Linked DNA regions of Mus musculus: region 2 is linked to region 1. A link is a contact called in public promoter capture Hi-C data. All regions are on one chromosome and are shown on one strand. Each heading gives the region's core, a stretch centred on a gene start, on an enhancer-like site or on the middle of the called end of the contact. The rest is flanking DNA. Distances are from core to core; before and after follow the strand shown.

The links. Capture Hi-C pulls out chosen DNA fragments and counts their contacts.
Region 2: a contact with region 1 is called in a promoter capture Hi-C map of liver. The contact joins two enhancer-like sites. A contact is called at or near these places in 16 of 39 promoter capture datasets (the C10 cell line, the HPC-7 cell line, cranial neural crest and 11 more), 6 of 484 Hi-C or Micro-C datasets (CD8 T cells, cranial neural crest, embryonic stem cells and 1 more), 1 of 115 datasets of contacts at active chromatin or transcription factors (microglia) and 3 of 9 other capture datasets (adipose tissue, liver and pancreatic islet).

The regions. Positions count from the first base shown.
Region 1 is chr2:160,712,999-160,717,679 of GRCm38.p6, forward strand. Top1 (topoisomerase (DNA) I) reads left to right here. Exons shown (of 21, transcript NM_009408.2): 15 at 1,083-1,268; 16 at 2,048-2,116; 17 at 2,715-2,829; 18 at 4,389-4,516. Among named protein-coding and RNA genes, the nearest start is that of Gm52567, 15 kb to the right of the region's middle. Within about 2 kb of position 2,188, at least 15 of the 459 cell types and tissues checked have an H3K27ac peak or open chromatin away from gene starts, as enhancers often do. A contact at or near this core is called in liver, where this site is marked.
Region 2 is chr2:160,857,912-160,862,592 of GRCm38.p6, forward strand. All of the region lies in intron 1 of Zhx3 (zinc fingers and homeoboxes 3), which reads right to left. Among named protein-coding and RNA genes, the nearest start is that of Zhx3, 13 kb to the right of the region's middle. Within about 2 kb of position 2,555, at least 23 of the 459 cell types and tissues checked have an H3K27ac peak or open chromatin away from gene starts, as enhancers often do. A contact at or near this core is called in liver, where this site is marked.

The DNA.
Region 1 (4,681 bases), core at 938-3,437:
GAACATTATTAGTTAGTTTGTTTGTTTGCTTGTTTTTGGTTTTTCGAGACAAGGTTTCTCTGTGTAGCCCTGGCTGTCCTGGAACTCACTTTGTAGACGAGGCTGGGCTCAAACTCAGAAATCTTCCTGCCTCTGCCTCCCAAGTGCTGGGATTAAAGGCGTGTGCCACCACTGCCCGGCTGTTTGTTTTTTTAATAACTGTGATGCTCAAGATTTTTGACCATAATCTGCAAAAGTACTTACTTTATGTCAAAATCCAACATAACAGTTTTATTTATGTGAAATTAAATCGAAAGTTGCACAAACCACTGGTTAACTAGTAGCATTGAATTCTGGTGGTTATTTCTCATTTCATTCTTTTAGAAAATGACAATTATAACCTATACAATTCTTAAAAAAGTGTGATTTATGATAATTGCAGTTTGAAAGATAGTTTTTTTAGTGCTCAGATTTTTTTCTTCATTTTACACTTAAATTTTAGCCCAAATTCTGAATTCACACAAAATTGATAAGTTTTTAATCTGACTGTTCTCATGAAAATATGGTCTCATTTGTTGCCTTGTTTTAATTTTTTTCTTCTTCTATCTCTACTCTAAGGATGGAGTAGAGAAACTTGGGTCTCTGGGTATTCTGTGACTGACCTACCTACCTACCTACCTACCTACCTACCTTCCTTCCCTCCTTCCCTTCTTACCTCCCTCTCTCCCTCCCTCCCTCCTCCTCCTCCTCCTCCTCCTTCTCTCCCTTTCTCTCTCTGTCTCTCTCTCTCTCTCTCTCTCTCTCTTACTCTTTTATTTGTTACTATATTTAAGTACACTGTAGCTGTCTTCAGACCTGAAGAGGATGTCAGATCTTATTACAGATGGTTGCAAGTTACCATGTGGTTGCTGGGCTCTTAACAGCTGAGCCATCTCTCTAGCCCTGTGACTTTCTTATGAGTTGAGTTTCTAAGTTATGTAGACTGATGTTCATTCCATCTACAAAATTGGGGGCTTCTGGTTTAGAGTGTCATTGAGATTATATGTGGTCTATGTTTCTTCACTCATCTCTTTCTGAACAACTCTGTTCCCTTTCTTGCACAGCTTGCTCTGAGAGCAGGCAATGAGAAGGAAGAAGGAGAGACGGCAGACACTGTGGGCTGCTGTTCACTTAGAGTGGAACACATCAATTTACACCCAGAATTGGATGGTCAGGAGTATGTGGTGGAATTTGACTTTCCTGGGAAGGACTCAATCAGATACTATAACAAAGTCCCAGTTGAGAAACGAGTAAGTTCATGTGGCCTGTGCTTCTTTCTCTAGCTTGCTCTTTTTACATGTTTGTTTATTCAGCAAATATTTTTTGAGGGCTTTTGCATGTTCTGCATTTTGATGAGCTCTAGTAAAATTGATCTCAAAGAAAGAAAAGAGATAATATTTGGTATATGGTGTGCCTCATTTCATGCCTGCCCTGCAACCTCTGCTACATTGCTGGGAACCTGTGGCCATCTCTGGAAGCAGTTTATAACAGAGTCTGCAGAGAGTTAGCCTTTATAGCAAACTCAATGTTAAGATTGAACACAGCCGCTTTAGTGATTTAAGCATCACAGCATCTGCTGATCACTTGTTATCTTGTGGTTTTTCTTAGCCCCAGTCCAAGCCCCAACTGAATAAAATGGTAATCTTTCAGTTCTCAGTCTCTGAGCTCATCTCTGTAGACCCATGAGATAGACATAGGTACCTACTACTTTCGCCCATTCGATAACAGTGGGTGCCAGTTCAATCGAGTAACTAGGGTAAGCATAGGTTGGCTATAAGGGAGTGTTTTTGTTCTTAGGAAGTAGATGCCAGGATGTTTGATGCTAACAAACATCCTATTTGAGTTACAATATATACCACAAATGGCTGAGAACTGATACTTAGGTATTTATGTAAATTTACACATGCAGAACAAGAATTTGGGTATAATATATATAGGTTGTCTTTCTACCTTTTCTCTTTTTTGAAAGTTATTGTGAGTTTGAAATTATTTCTAAAAAATTTTAAAATAATAATTGGACTTGTTTTAGGTTTTTAAAAACTTACAACTGTTTATGGAGAACAAGCAGCCTGAGGACGATCTTTTTGATCGACTTAATGTGAGTAAACACAGGACACTAGGCTAAAGTCCAAGGCAATCTCAAGCTCCTGGGGTCAAGAGTTGTCAAAGGGTATTTGGACTGTCCATTCAGTCTAGATTGTCCAGTGACATTCTACATATCCCTCCTCCCTTGGGGCACTCAGTCATCTGTAACCAGCAGCAGACCCTCCCTCCTCCCACCCTGTGGGTGGTGCTGTGGATTCCTACCAAAGCTGCAAGGCAGAGGGAGCTGAGCTTTCCATGGATCTTCCCTCTTCCTTTCATCCTTTCATGCTTTCATGAGACGCCCAGCTGCCTTTGCTACAGACCTAAGGCTTTCACTTGCTTTCTTTACTGGGAGAGATATTTATAAGAAAGAAAAAATTTGTTGTCTTGAACTTAAGATTAAAGTACTTTATAGAAAGGCACTATGCAATCCTTCCTGTATTCTGGAATTATTTTCCCTCTTTGCTAACTTCCTCTGTGAAGGACAGGACAGTAACTGGCAGGATGGTGGCAGCACTGGCACAAGGACTCCTAGTATTCACTGTAAGGGAAAGGGTGATTTGGTGTTTACCTCAGTTCCAATATCCTCTTTGTTGTCGTGTTTAATGCAGACTGGTATTCTAAATAAACATCTTCAGGATCTCATGGAGGGCTTGACTGCCAAGGTGTTCCGTACCTACAATGCCTCCATCACACTACAGCAGCAGCTTAAAGAGCTCACAGCCCGTAAGTAATACTCTGTATGGTTGTCCTTGGGATGGTGCCAGTTTCCTTCTCTTCATTCTTTCCCGCCAACCTCTTGAAGAGGCTTTGCTGTCTAAGCAAAACCAAGGCCTTTCTTCCCACTGCTGCTGCAAACTCTAGATTAATCTCATAGAATACTAACAAGAGCTTTGCATCTGGTCTAAAAATTTTTATGTTTTATCTGTGTTACTTACAAGCTCAGAGGGTATAGGCAGTGGTGTTAAATTGGGGAGAATAGAGTTGTCATGGTTACCAGAAAAATGTAGTAGTAAATCTTTTTCTTTTTTTCTTTTTGGTCTTCATAATAGTATGTAATAATTACCTCTGGGACCTTAGAACTTCTTTTCCTCTCCATTTAAAACAAACTCTCACACTGTAGCTAAAGGCTGGGCACATTCATCATGTGATCCAAGCTAGTGAACCTTCTGCTTCAGCCTACCCACAGCTGAGGCTGTAGGCAACCCTTCTGCTCCTGCCACTTGAATTTCCACTGCCTTCTATAAATGTATCAAATGCTCTTAGACGAGCCAGAGATGGTATGCTGGAGATCAGTAATTAGGATTGGTTTAAACAGTGGCTAAAAAGCCTGGATGTGTTGGTGGCAGCCCAGCACTTGGAAGCAGAGGCAAACAAATCTCTTGAGTTTGAAGCTAGCCTGGTCTATAGAGCAAGTTCAAGGACCCTGTCTTAAAAGAACACCCCATCCCCACTCCTACCCCTCCACAAAAAAGAAAGAAAGTCAGATCCCTAGAACTAGAGTAATAGATGAAACCAAACCCAGGTTCTCTGCATGAGCAGCAAGTATTTTTTAACCACTGAGCCTTCTCTGCAGCCCCTGCAGTATAGCTTAGGATCCCTTCATCTCATTCTCCTGTAGTCATTTCTTCTAGCACAGCTGCAGCATTTGCTACATCTGCCTAGTAAGTGGGAGACAGGGAATAAGAAAAGCAGTATAAAGGTCTGGGGGCTTTGGGTTTTTGTTTTTTGTTTTGGTTTGTTTGTTTGTTTAAAGATTTACTTGTTTTATGTGAGTACACTGTCACTGTCTTCAGACATACCAGAAGAGGATATTGGATTCCATTACAGATGACTATGAACCACTGTGTGGTTGCTGGGAATTGCACTCACAACCATCTGGAAAGCAGTCAGTGCTCTTAACAGCTGAGCCATCTCTCCAGGCCCAACTCTTGAAGTTTTTAAGAAACAAAACCAAAAATATAGATTTCCCTGTAATGTAGACAAGCTGGGCAGTAGTTATAGCTATTCAGGAACTTAGCAGTTTAGAGACCACCTGGACTTCATAATGAGACCTGGACACAAAATCCAGTAAGGGTAAAGAAAAATATAAAAGAGAGGCTCAGAATTCCTCCTGTGACAGAAACTCATTCAGGTTTATGTAGAAATTTACTGCCTTTGACTCAAATGTTGACCTTGAAACTTGGTTATGATAAACTGAAGGTTTGTAAAAACATCTAGAATGCATTTCATGTGTATATTCTTGGTATACAAACTGACCCAGTTACTATTATATTTCTTTGTAGCTGATGAGAATGTACCAGCGAAGATTCTATCTTATAACCGTGCCAATCGAGCTGTTGCAATTCTTTGTAACCACCAGAGGGCGCCACCAAAGACCTTTGAGAAGTCAATGATGAACTTGCAGTCTAAGGTATGGTGGGTCCAAAGGTAGGGTAGCAAAGGGAGTCCATGTCTGATGTCTTCTGACAAGCAGAGGCTTCTGGAATCTGACATAGTATGGCCTGGGATAACAGCAGGCTAATCTGGGTCGGTTTAGAAAGATTTTTTTTCAACAAATGGAAATAATTTGATAGTA
Region 2 (4,681 bases), core at 1,305-3,804, 150 kb after region 1:
TATGCTGTTCCTCTAGATGTCTTGGTGAGTTGACAAGAATCAGCCAATTCTTTTTAAAATCACATTCCAATTGTGGAGACCAGAAAGCTAAACAATGTATGAAGCACAAGAAAAGAAAGCTGAACAAAGAAAGGTGTTGACAAGGTAGTGGGGAGGCACGGAGAGTTTGTTGTCTGTGAACAATGCTGCAGTCTCAAACTTTCTATGCTTCTATTTTTTCTTTACTAAAATGAGGTCAGTAACATTACCCCTGAATGGTATTATTATTAACACAGGACTACTGCATGGCACTAGTAATATCTGTAACAAACTGGTTCTTGTCATCAGAGTCAAGTGATGTGTGTAAATGAGTTCTAGCTAGAATTCCACAGCTTACTGGCATTTTCCCTTCTCCCCCCAAATTTAAAACATTTATTTTCTTTTAAAGGTAATTATATCACAATATTACCAAATATAACAAAACACAACAGGGAACTTCCCAGTTAAAACTCCTGAGATAAAAACAGTCCTGGCCAGCAAAATGGCTGAACAGATAAAAACATTTGTCCCAAGTCTGATGACTTAAATTCTACCCCCAGAACCCACATTCAGGAAGGAAAGGATCAACTCCTCCAAATTATTCCCAGGCCTCCACATACGCACCACTGTGTTTGCATGCATGCATTTACACACATCCACAAAATAAATGCAATTTAAAAAATTCTCTAAATAAACACTTGGAAATCTATATTGACAGGAGTTTGATGAGGGGAGAGAGCAGAAGTTTTGGAACAATCTTGTAGGATTTTTAGGATTACAGTGTACAGATAAGAAGGAAGGTTGCATCCTGAAGAGACTAGGGATTTAGAGTGTGAAGAGACTGGAGGGTAAAAGATACAACTTTACTATCTAGATGGCTGCAGATGGTTGATAGGTTTGCTATGCCAAGTAGGTAAATCAAAGTTCCTGAGTTAAGAGACTGGTTTCCTTTAAGGAAAAATATTCTTGAGCTAACAGAGGTCTTACAAAAAGGGAGCTCTCAGCATACTACCAGTGGGCATACTGAAAACTCTACGGTCACTTCCCAAGTGTCTATAATCCTAATGTCTACTTTAGATGAAAGAAAGAAATACAAGTGGTAATAAATGGAGCATATGTGCCAGTTCTCATCAGCAAACACAACAAACACTCAAGAGAGGAGTGCTCTGAGTTTGCCCACTATATCATTTACAGAGGGAATCTTACTCCATTTGAGAGGTATTCTAGCAACCCTGTAAATTTAAAAAAAAAAAAAAAATCAAGCCAAAGTATAAGTTGCTGCATTATTTTGAGTAATGATGCTAAGGACTGCTTTATTTTCTGTTTAGAAAATAAAACATTAAATATAAGTATATATGTATGTGTATGTGTTTATATATTTACTAGAGAGAAAGTGATTCAATATTTATTTGTATTTTATTTGTTCTACCTGTGAAAAAAGACAGATTGGCTTTAGAAGTAAAAGACAAAAAGGGGAAATTCAGAAGAGTAGAGAGACATGAGAGTTTATTGACATTAGCCAATCAAACCTTACTGACCTTGCAAAATGTTGGATTGTGCACTAACTGACACAGCACCATCTCTGTTCATCTCCTCTCTTTCCCTCACCACAATGAGCTAGTTGGCAGGAGACAAGGACAGAAAAGGAAGAAACTCATCTTTCATCCAGCCTGTTTGTGGCTTTCCATGGGTAACACAATTCAGCACAGAACATTAGTGCCCATCACCATGGAGGCAATTGTAAGGTCAAACCCAGAACTGTGAAATCACAAAGTACAAGGCGCACATAAAGATTCTGGAGCATGAGTAAGGCAGCAGAGATGCCAGTAAGAAGTACAGTCTTTATAAGTTCTTTTGAAATGATTAAGATTTTTAAGTCTTTTTGTTCCTTTCAGAATATGAGGACAATTTCTGATTATTCCAAATTAAACTAATTTCTTCTGTTGACAGAAGATATTATATCCAAACTCCAGCCTTCAGAGTTGGTGAGAAATGGTCTATAAAAGGCCATGCAATTAGGAACAGACATCGTCATAATGAAGTGTGGCTTTCACCTAAAATGTAGAAAGCAATCTTTGGCCTAGATCAGGAAACATTTTGTTGTAAATCCTATCTTTCATGTACTATTAACTGTGCAGACAACTAAGTAAACACTGTGCTAAGTGCTACTGTGAGTATCCAGTTTATTATCCATGAGAATTGAAAACAGGGAGTGGTACCTTACATGGCCAGAGGGGTCAGGGAACGCTTCAGTGGGGGCACCTGAGATAAAGCTGGGAGGGCTTGATGAAGAAAGAGAAGGTTCATTTAAAAAAAAAAAAAAAAAAAGGAACACAGCTAAATCCAGGAAATTCAGGTTTAGAAATCTCAAGAATGCCTTCATTTCAGGACTGGTCTGAAAACTTAGGACCTGGAAGAGGTCACAGGCCTGAAGGCCAAAAAAATAGAAGCATTAAAGGGGAAAGCAGGTCTAGGCTGGAACTGATTACAGTATGAAGCTAGGCAAGAGTGAATGACCTGGACTAGCAAACCACAAAGGACCCTGGGTGGTGCCTGAGACATTTCAGGGAGTTACAGAGCTAGAGCATAGAGGGCTGAACCACAGGAGGTGAGGAAGTAGAGGCCATGGATAAGGCTACCCACAGGAAGCTTGGCTTAGAACAGATTGAGCTAACAGGAAACATAGGATCAAATTTTATTTTCCACCCATGACCACTGATTTGAGCTCTAGACTAACCTTTTTGAATTCTTCTTCTTACCTTATCTACTACATTGAAATCATATGCTGGCTTCCTCTCCACCCAATCTTCATACAACGGCTGGATGGGATGGTCTTTTCAAAATATAAATTGAGATAATTTTACCCATCACTCAAAGTGTATAATGGCTTCCTGCTGCCCTTGGAGTAAGTCTCAACTCCTTGACAAGCCTGTAAGTTCTTGGATGATCTAGGCTCTCCCTCCTACCTAGCTCTTTTCAATCTTGGACCACACTTGCTCAAACTGCTGCTTCCTCCTAGAAATGCTTCTATTTTCTTACTCTCCCACCCCAACTGTAGCAGCCTAAGGGGAGTCATCTACAAAGATCTTCCTCTACCCCATGCCCAGGGGTTCTCTGCCAGCCATTTCATCTGTGGCCTCAGTTGTCTAATCATCCAGGTAAGATTTTCCTAGTTCTCAGCACTACAGACTTAACTTATTTCTCTCCATTGCCTGTTGTGTGGTCTTTAAAGAGCTACAACGTCTGTCTCCAGAGCTATTAGGAAAGTTACTTCAGAAGGTATGGGAACACCCTAGTTCTCCTGTCTCTCCTGACCTTGGCAACCACTTGCCTTCACCAGGAGCTAGTCTAAGGCTCTCCACCCTTCTCAATCTCTAGCTATCCAGACAGAAGGACCCCTTCATTCTGTCTTGGCACCATACAGGTCCTGCCTGACTCTTCCTGGAGTCCTTTCACAACTCTGTATAAACAACCAAACTCACTTCCTACCCAGTACATGCTCCTTTTTAATCTTTTCTTCTTTGAATTAACTCACCAGCTCCCATCCTAAGTCTGGTACAAAAAAGCCTCCTCGATATATATTCATTCATTCATTCATTATCAGTCTCTTCCCTCATGCTGTTGACCACTGACACCCAGGGACAACTTAGGAAACCATGATTTAAAACCAGCAGGTATTCATAGGACTGGGTCTCCTCTTCCACACTATTTGTATTATAAATGAGCACAAAAATGTCTATTATTCTTGGTCACTGAGGTCTCAGTAGCATTGTCTATTATATAAACTAGAGCTTCTCTACTCATATAAGCTGAGTTTAAGCATCTGAGTGAAAGCAGAGGATACAGTAGTAAAGAAGAAAATTTATATAAGAGCTTGGAGTAAGGATTAGGAATAGCCTAATGACACAGCCTCTATGGTTTACTAATCTTCATCAAGAAATTTTAAAATAAAGTTTCTTGTTAAACTAAAGTTTCTAATTTAACACTCATCATCCTCTCTTACTATTATTACAAAGGGTTATAAATGGATTAGGAATGAAAATGACTCAGAGGAGCAAGTCACTAGTAAATGGAGAAGCTGAGACTGAATCACAGGACTAGACTCAGAGTCAAAAGGCATTTCACTACAGCATCTGGTCTTTCATATCACATTCTAGTGTTCTATCAAAGGTACTCTTGGCTGACACACAAAGGAGCTAGAATAAAGCCAAAAGATTAAGAAGCCTGGTAGAACTGATCAAAGACAGTGGAAGTCCTTAAGTATCAATCTGTGGAGTGTAACTTTCACCCAACAAACAATGGGAAGCAATAATCAACTCCCACTTCCAAGTTCCACAACAGTAAGTTGATACATTCTCCTTCCTTCAAAGACCTCACTGTACTTTCTGCTTTTGACCACTAAGTGCCAAAGGCCCACCCACTTCAGAAACAAAATAGCTTTTACAAGGGCAAAACTTCTAGCCCTTTACTTTCCAGAAAGTTAGGACAAAGATCTATCTGGCTTTCACTAACCTGCCAAAGGAGTGAAGACTCACTCATAGGAACACACTTAATCAGTGAGAGATAATTCACTCTAACAAGGTAACTTTTTTTTTTTTTTTTGAGGCAGACCATACCTAGAAACCAAGCATGCAGAGCCCTCAACCAGGAAGAACTCCCTTGA